2 separate regions of the Danio rerio genome follow, and region 1 is linked to region 2. Evidence: chromatin contacts called from public Micro-C data. All regions are on one chromosome and are shown on one strand. Each heading gives the region's core, a stretch centred on a gene start, on an enhancer-like site or on the middle of the called end of the contact. The rest is flanking DNA. Distances are from core to core; before and after follow the strand shown.

Evidence for each region. Hi-C and Micro-C count contacts between places; a contact is called where the count stands out from the background.
Region 1: a Micro-C map of caudal fin shows a contact between it and region 2, with 6 times the contacts expected there. The contact joins the promoter of osgn1 here to the promoter of mych in region 2. A contact is called at or near these places in 4 of 18 Hi-C or Micro-C datasets (caudal fin, embryo, hematopoietic stem cells and 1 more) and 1 of 4 datasets of contacts at active chromatin or transcription factors (embryo).

Annotation. Positions count from the first base shown.
Region 1 is chr6:53,348,226-53,353,185 of GRCz12tu, forward strand. osgn1 (oxidative stress induced growth inhibitor 1) reads right to left here and starts at 1,361. Exons shown (of 6, transcript NM_200186.1): 1 at 1,210-1,361.
Region 2 is chr6:53,093,336-53,097,880 of GRCz12tu, forward strand. It overlaps mych (myelocytomatosis oncogene homolog), which reads left to right and starts at 3,175. Exons shown (of 3, transcript NM_001126109.1): 1 at 3,175-3,304; 2 at 4,194-4,545. The coding sequence starts at 4,205.

The sequences.
Region 1 (4,960 bases), core at 111-2,610, 250 kb after region 2:
TTTATTTAATATCAAAAGTCAGTCAAACACACTTGATATGGAAATTGTTCGTCGTTTTCACTTTAATATACATTTGTAATGAACGTAGACGCATTTTAGAAACGTTTCTGTGAACTTGAACGAAGTCCAGGGGGGCGTGTGGGTCTGTGTCTACGTGCAGGACGCTTTCTGAATTCAGGTCAGTTTATGAGGTTGCGGCTGATAAAAATGTTTATGTGCAAGTCATAAAAGGTTAATGCACACAATGCATTCACATTAAACGCGTATAACGTATAAACGTGCAGTGTTTCGTAATTTTATGGCTCCCAAGTTACTATGTTGTGCTTTATAAAGTTTAAAATATAAGCCAATTTGATCTCTTATTGAATTTGTCAGTTGTAACAGTTAAGTTTTTTCTCGTTTATCTGCAAAAAGCTAGCAAGTGACAGACAAGTATCACAGTGACAGCGAGCCGCGTGCACGTCACATCTGAAGTCCATTCAAGGTGTTAAATCATGCGCGTTCACACGCCCCCAAAATTAAAGACGCAGCAGCTCATCCCAAATTAAATCATAGTCATAAATTTACTCATCTGCGATCATATACTTTCAGATGCTTAAGAAACAAGATGTCAGAATGACAGCCATACCACGTAACGTTACTTGCAAACCAAAGCGTAATGTGACCTCAGTTTCAACTTGCTGAACATAAAAGAAACACTATTTAAGGCTATATTTTCTCTCGGATTTGTGCAAAATGAGCTGACGTTAGACAGAGGTTTCCAGAAAAGGCGACACGCGTTTCTCAGACGCATTGTCTGCTGAATCTCTCCGCCCCCATGATGCGCGAACAGCCAAATCGGACATGCCAGACTGTAGGTTAACGGGATTGTATTTACTGAAGATTAAAGCCAAGTTACACACGAAAGCCGGTAACTAACTTAATGGGTGTACGTTAACCCAGATGCGCGCATTACATGCGTGCGCGTTCACGTAAGTGTCCACTGTCCAGACATGCCTACGAGACAATTTCCATATCCGACGGACATATTACGACGCAACACCAAATTTAAGGAAAAAGAACAAAGATGAGTTAAAATGACCCAAAAGAAGAGGTCGAGTACATTAATCATATCCCCCCTGCAATGATGTCAAGTTTTGTAATGTATTAACGTTAACTCAAACCGGCGTGATGCAAGCAAAGCCATAACGGCTTGATGTAACCACCTACCTGTAATGTAAATGCTCCGAATAAGTCGAGAGACAGCAAAGCCTTAAATTTACAAGAGATGAAGATAATATAAACCGAGAGGTGAAATACGCAGTTTCCTCTCGCTGTGCTTCAAGCGTGGCTGCTAGGAGAGATACGGCACTCTTCAGCACACAGACAGTACTCGTGCGCTAATGGGTTTTATAATTTTTCCTTCATAGTGTGTCCCATACGAGCCAATCATCGAGAAAAGATGTGACGTTTACAATATGATTGGTCCGGCTTAGAGTGACGCACCGGCGTCTTGATGCCTTGTAGTTTTCCACTCACTGACAATGATCTGATCGCTGATTGGCTTAAATCCTGCTCTCACTGCATATCAGCCAATCAGAGAACGCAGCGACTTCAGCGGTGTCGCTGCCATCGTAACCGTTCAACGTTGCATCGCCCTTAACGAAAATTGTTGCCTTTTTTGGCAACCTTAACAATTATGTTCGACTGTCTTTTGTAATAAAAGTGTTAATTAATTACTAATGATTTTCTACTCTCTGAATTGAATCTTTCATTGTTTTTTTCCAGAATTTTACCTCATGATTGAAAGCAATGACAACTGCTAAAGGTTTGTGTATTTCCTTTAACGTTATATCAATCTCCATAATTATTGTCGTTGGAGTATAATGACTTGGTGATTTAGTTAGTTGGATAAGATTCACCGTTTGTTGACTTTGCATGACTCATATTTCTAATTAATATTTCCTTCAGACTTAACTTTGTACATCCTCAGTTTGCTTATTGTCAAACTATATATGTAAGACATTTAACATTTAAATTAACCCTCATATTTTAGGTACATATTTTAAAACTATGAAGGTACGTGACTTTGCGACATGCTTACTGGGTCAAGTGATGCAATATAGTTAACCTTTGTGATGCTTTTTTTGACCCCCCCCCCACCCTCCTCAGAAGTAAAAGAAAGTTTCCATTGTTGGAACTAATCACTGAAATCCTCACTCGAGGTATTTTCTCATGGGTGTATTTGGGTTCCCATTAACATTTTTTTAAAAGTAGACTGCTTAGACCAGCTTCAAAGTCTGACAAAGAAACTGATGAGATAACAAACTCAAAAATGGGAAACATGTTGCCTGTGGACTGGAGCCATAAATTTGTGTGCATATGTCTAAGGGTGATACCCAAAGTTTGAGTAAATCAAAAAAGGTCATTTAACCTTGTCTAAAAACATACTTTCAATACCATTTGAGGCAGCGATAAGGGCTTTGAGTTATGGTAGTCGTGGTTCTTTTGTTTCTTGGATATCCACCAAAACTGCTGAACTTTAAGAACATGCTGTTACTTAACATTGTGACCCTGTGGTCAAGATTTATCAAGCCTGATTAGCTCTAAATTCATTTGCACACATACATTGCATGCAAATATGCATGCACGCACATACAAACAAAACCCTAAACTACCACACCAGGTGTCCTGACATTTTATCTTACCCATCAGATTATGCTACCAACACTGTATTTTAATGGTTCTGAGGTTGGGGTTAGGTATTGGGCGATAATACAGCTTCATATCTCTACTCCACATTAAAATTCAGCCCAAATAAATAGTTTACAACTACCTAACTTTAAAATATTTATTAATTAATTGTTGAATTGTCCTACCTCCCATTCAAAAAGTAGGTAGCACATTTTGATGACGCAATATGCTACCCATCAAATTTTGCTACAGTCTAAATTTTATTGTGGAGTAAATATTTTATAGTTATTAATGAAAAATAATATAATAAAAAATAGCTTCACCGATTAGCTTTAAATTGATGCTAGCCTTTCATGTATCCAAACACTCTTATATAGCTAAATTTTGTTTGGTTTTTAAAAACATCTTTGAAGGTACAGCATGTTTGGAAATGACATAGAATAAATGTATTTCCTTATCAAGCAATATTTACCTTGATTTTTCTTCAAGTGTTGTTGATGAAAATGTAAATTCCCTCCATCTTAAACATGTTCCCAGATGTCACTATTCATTTTCATAGAAACCACCTAAATAATCTTTCACACAAACATTTTAAAGCGACATTACGGAGTTGTGGTGGAAATGACACTGATACTGTGCGACAGCTATATATTGTTTAAAATATAATATTGATAATACTCTCACATTAATAACGATAAAATATTTAAATTATTTCAGTAGCGCTTCATTAAGATACATTAATAGATACCAAATAAATAATATTTTAAAATGTTATTTTCATTATTGAATTTTAAAACTTGAAACTTTTAAAACTAGAACTTTTGGATTTTGACACCTAAAAGGAGGTTGAATTATATGAAAAAAAATATAATAGAAAGGTAGTATTTTTTTAAAAAGTAGGTTTTATTGTTAGTTTGACAAAGAAAGAGGAACTTGAATAAAATTATATATATTTTTTTGGATATATGATCACAAGGACATAAAAGTGCCCGTAGTGGAAGAATTACTCAGAAATTGTTTGCAACAATTTTGCAGACAACATTTTTTTCAGTGTAATTAATCCCTAACCCCAACCTCAGAATCATTCAAATAAAGTGTTGGTAGCATATTATGATGGATAGGATAAAATGTCAGGAGTCAGTTATTAGCTTTTAAAATAAGCATTTAGTTGTAGACCAAATATTTAATTTGAGCATTTTCATGCTGTACCTCAGTAGTCTCTTACATTTTGCTGGCTTGTCAGCATATGACTCAACAAGCTTCCAGTTAGTCAGGATGAGGGGCCCTTTTCAAAAGGCTTCCGAAAGCATTTCTCTTTAGTCTGTCCAAGAGTCACCATGGACTCACAAAGAGAACCAAGTCTGTGTTATCACAATGCATCGCTTCATCAGCTCAAGTGCGAAAAGAATGGCAACTCTCTAATGTGATACAACAGGTCTCGTGTAGTTGTCATGGTGCAGCTCAGGTATTATGTAAATGCTTATGCAACATTATTTCAGCAATCTGGACGGAAACAAGCAATTGTAGTGTTAGGCAAACTTTGGTTTGTTGAAATATAGGGCTTGCATAAGGATATTAGTGCTTAGTAAAGTAGATGAAAAGGATAGGTTTCAGTATGGAATAGATCAAACCCAAACTTTTCTTATAAAGGACCAAGAAGCAAACCTGATTGAGGGCGGTGGGCTGAAGGTAAATATACCAAACTGTATTAAAAATAAAGTTGCCATTGGTAATTTCTTAGTTTAATTTCAGAATATAAAAAAAATATTGAATCTTTTTTTTAGCATTTTATTCATTCATTCATACATTTATTCATTTATTCATTCATGCATTCATTCATTTTCCTTTAGCTAAGTCCCTATATTCATCACAGGTCTCCACAGCGGAATAAACCGCCAACTTATCCAACATATGTTTTACACATTGGATGCCCTTCCAGCTGCAACCCAGTACTGGGAAACACCCATACACTCTCACATTCACTACAGCCAGTTTAGTTTACCCAATTCACTAATAGCACGTCTTTGGACTGTGGGAGAAACTGGAGCACCAGAAGGAAACCCACACGAACACAGAAATGTTAACTGGCTCAGTCGGGACTTGAACCAGCGACCTTCTTCCTGTGCTGCTATGCCATTTTCCATATTATAAGAAGCTTATTACAGTAAAAACATAAACAATTTCATTTGTGGAGGCGACGCAGTGGCGCAGTAGTTTGTGCTGTCGCCTCACAGCAAGAAGGTCGCAGGTTCGAGCCTCGGCTGGGTCAGTTGGCGTTTCTGTGTGG
Region 2 (4,545 bases), core at 1,925-4,424:
TAAATGCATTAACTAATGAAACTTATTGTAAAGTGTTACCATTTAACTAGTATATTAATTGATTACATGTACTTAATATGGTTAGGGTGAGGGTGAGGGTTAGTTGCATGGGGTTATGTTTAATTAGCTGTAATTGCTATACACTCAAAAAAGATTTTTGCTGTATGTTAAAGTACTTTTTCAAAATAAACTGAAACAACGCAATTATTGAAATTTTTTGAGCAAATTAAATATTTTATGTTGAATCCACTTATGTCTGGACAACATGAATAAATTGTGTGCAGCACTGCCTTTTTACAGTGTTTATTGTAAGTACATGTGTAAAAAGGACACCTTAAAATAAAGTGTTAGCAAATCTTGTTAGGCACATTTAATGTATAAAGCAATAATTATTTAAAAAATAATAAAAAAACACTGTAAAAATGCAGGGTTCCACACAATTCCTTTATGTTGTCCCAACACAAATCGTTTCAGTTAACATAAACGTTTTTACAAATTTAAGTGGATTGAACATAAAACAATTCAGTTGTCTGCAAGACAAACTTAAGGACTGTGTTGTTTTAATTCATGTTAAATAAGTATTTTGAACAAGCAGCACAACTCATTTTTTGAGTGCACATAAATACCAATTAAAAATCTTTTAAAATCTTTATTATTTGAATCAATCCTTCAACTGTACTAGATTTTAACTATTTGACAATTCATAATCATTTTACATGTACAATACAATTTAGCAAATGATCCCTATTTTATTATAAGTAGACTTTAGCAGAAATACCTGCTCAAAAAGATGTCTGCACTTATTTGAAAAAAGCTGAATCAGCACAATTATTGAGTTTTTTTGTAAATATAAATAATAATTAAGCTAACTTAATCGATTTGTGTTGGGACAACATGAAGGAATTGTGTGGAATACAGCATTTTGGTCCCACATTATATATTGAGTAGCCTTAACTAATATGTACTTAAGCTGTAACTAATCATTTGTTACAGTTTACTTATTGTGTAAAATACATGTTTTACATTGTACTTATGATTGATTAAATACCAGCATGTAAAGAACTGTAAACAATTTCTGTAATTACATATTTAATTGCACTCTTAACCCTCCCTTAAACCTACCCATACCACCAAACCCTAACCCTACCTGTAGCCCACCCCAAGAGCACCAGAAGTGTTCTGCAATACATTGCATTTATTTTTTGATGCAAGTACATAGTGGTTAAGGCCACTTAATATAAAGTAGGACCAGCATTTTTTTAAAGTAAAAGAAACATCATTTCAATTATTCCTCTCTGGAATTTGGTTTTCGCAAGTTATTTGAACTATTTAAGACCCAGTACTTGCATTTAACATGATTAAAATATTTATAATGTTACATCTTTGATTATTATTTTACTAAACATTTTTTTTACTGAACTCAACTGTGGCCACCCTGCTCGTCAAATTATATATATATATATATATATATATATATATATATATATATATATATATATATATATATATATATATATAATTTTTTTTCATTAAAAAAAATGAAGATCAGTTTAAAAAATGTCAAAGTGCGCAATAAAATGTGTAAAAGGCAGGCTCCAGAATCAGCATGGCTGTGCACTGGACAGAGTTATAGAGGAGCAGCTGCTGAGAAAGGAAGCAAACGGAGCAGTGTGTCGTAATGCTGTCTGGAGTTCACTGGGTCTTTGATACTAAACCTCATTCAGAGGCCTCTAGAGGGCAACATCTACAGGACATTCCGATTACATGCAGTTCAGCCCATTCCAGCACAATGGCCATTTCCCAAATCCTTTGTGCATTTACAATAAAAAAAATAGTGTATTTCAGTTTAACAACATATGAACATATAAGTGTAAGCATATATTAATAAAATGCATAATCATTTGTATTGAAGTATGTATAAAATATTATGTTTTGGAGACACTGAAGGCAAAAACATCTTTTGTTCATCCATTTGTCACATTAGAGATTTTAAGCTTTTTCACTTCAGCATAATATAAATAAATAACCTGAAAATCTGAAAGAAACATTCAAAATCCACTTTTAATGCTTTTTATTATACTTTAAATATATTGACTGTGGTGGTTCATTCCGCTGTGGCGACCCCGGATTAATAAAGGGACTGAGCCAAAAAGAAAATTAATGAATGAATGTCTATTGATTGTAATCTAAAGACACACACTGATAAAAAAAAACATTTTATCAAAATTATTTTTGTCATTAATCTTTATTTCAGCATATTTTCATACGTAAACTACATTTGAGAACGAGTTTGCAATCCTAAAAATATTTAATCAACTATGGAAGTAAAGTAAAAACTAATTAACGTTTTACTCTATTCATCTCCAACATCCCACTCTAAATATCATCAAATGTAATATGAGAGCATGAAAACGCCACGACACATATTGAAGTTGCATTATAAATAACGTGTATGGGAACTATTTGTCTCTTTGTTGCAGGCAGTCTGAGCTCAGCGGTCGTCAAGAATGCAGGATTCCTCCCATATGTCGAGTTTGCGGGAGACTCATAAATCATCCCCGCCACCTGAGAGAAAGGGGTTTACCCTGCACGTGTTCAGCCGGATGCTATTCTTTTGTTACGTAACCCACGCCTATATCGCTCTAATATGCTTCTTAAATTTACATTTCTATCCCCTCGCGTCGCGCGATATCTGTGTATATAAGGAGTGCCTGTTTGAGAACAGTATGTCCTTCAGCTCGTGTACATATTACCCGCCAAAACAGACCACAGTGCAATGTCACGTGCTTTCGTTCTATTTTTTTATAGACACCACTATGGTAATCGCATAGCGGAGCCGGCATTTGTGAAGTGGCGCACGTGTGTGAGCTACTACCCTCCTTCTTTTTCTTGGAATTGTGCGGTTCATTGAGTGCACGAGCGCTCCGCCGATTCTCTAGTGCGGATCTATACTCGCCTCATTCCGCGTCGGCTGTTGCACCACTTTTCCGTGCAGGATTTTATCGCACATCGAGCTACGGGCTATTATTAGGCATAATAACACCAAAGGTTTTCATTCAAGATTTGTCAAATGAGTTTTGGCGCGAGTTTTCTGAGCGGAAGAGTCAAGGCTGTGCGTCGCCCTTTAAAATTAAATGGTCTCCAACCGTTGCCACACCCACTGCCAGCCTCTGTCCGCGTGGGCTCTGACATGCCGCAAGGAGGATCTGCGGACTTTCAGCGATTTTATAGATAATTTTACGAACGGTTGATTTAGATTCGCCGACGTTTTCCGTCTACTTTTATCACCACAGTGTTGAAAAAGGTAAGGGCGCGACTTTTGGGCTTTCCTGTATGTGTTCTGTCTGTCTACCGGCTTCTTCCTCCCCAGGATCGTGCAACGTGAATCTCTCGCATATCTGTGCATGAAGTGCTTTACTTGTGAAGGAATTAGAGAAATTCACTTCGAACTTGTGTTAATGCAGCTTTTTGAGGAAGTTGTGCGAGTTTTCATCCGGTGTTTTTAACAATTAATGCGGAATTTTAATGCACATTGTGACTGGTCATCTATTTAATCACGCATACGCGCATTGGTTAGCTTTTTATTCATTATTTATACAATAATGTGTTTAAGCAATTGAGTTTTTGGTAGTTTGTGCATTTTTGAACTTCTGTTTTAATGCATTTTCAAGCTATTTTTGTGGAAAACTTGGACATTAGTATTATAATAAAATACTTGGATCACTGCAATGAGAATATAGAAAATGTCTGTTGAGTTCTTATTAGAAGTATAAAATATATTTCTAGTAAAAACCCTAGAAAGCATTATATATACTTATATATTGTAAATTTCTAGATTAAATATTTCCTTGAATCGAATTTGTTTATTAGTTTTCTTAAAGTTTAGACATGATTCACTTTTTCAAATGTGAGGAATTTGAAAAGGGCGAAGAGTCTCGTGCGGGACCTTTCCAGCTGTTAATGACATCACTACTCTGACGAGCCCGACTCCGCCCGTGGGGCGGGGCAAACATTGTAAACAAGAATAAAAGCAACTCGCGAGCCGCGAAACTTTACAATCGGCAGTGCTCGACAACAACAGACAGCAGGCCAGTTAGAAAAAACCCGACCGCTTAAAACTGGAGGACTTTTACTTTTGGATGCGCGTTATCTCTCATTTTAAAGGATTCTTTTCTCGTGCGTTTTTCTAACAGGTTCCGTCAAGATGCTGCAGGCGTGTTCTCCATCGCACGACTGGTTCTGCGACTCCGAGCCGTTGCTGTTTGACGATGAGTTCTGTATGAGCCTCATGAAGGACCTGCAGTGCATCCCCACACCGCCTCAGTCTCCTCCCATGAAACCCGGCCTCGCAAAGAACATGTCCACGGTGGACCAGCTGGAGTTAGTATCTGAACTTTTAATGGAGGACACAGACTTTCTCCAACTGGACTGGAACTTTACCGGGCCCGCTTCTTCAGCAGATGATCCGCTATCAGAGGACTGCCTGTGGCGCCCCGACGGGGACAAACAGACAGAGGATAAACTATCCGCGGTGCTCTCCACGAG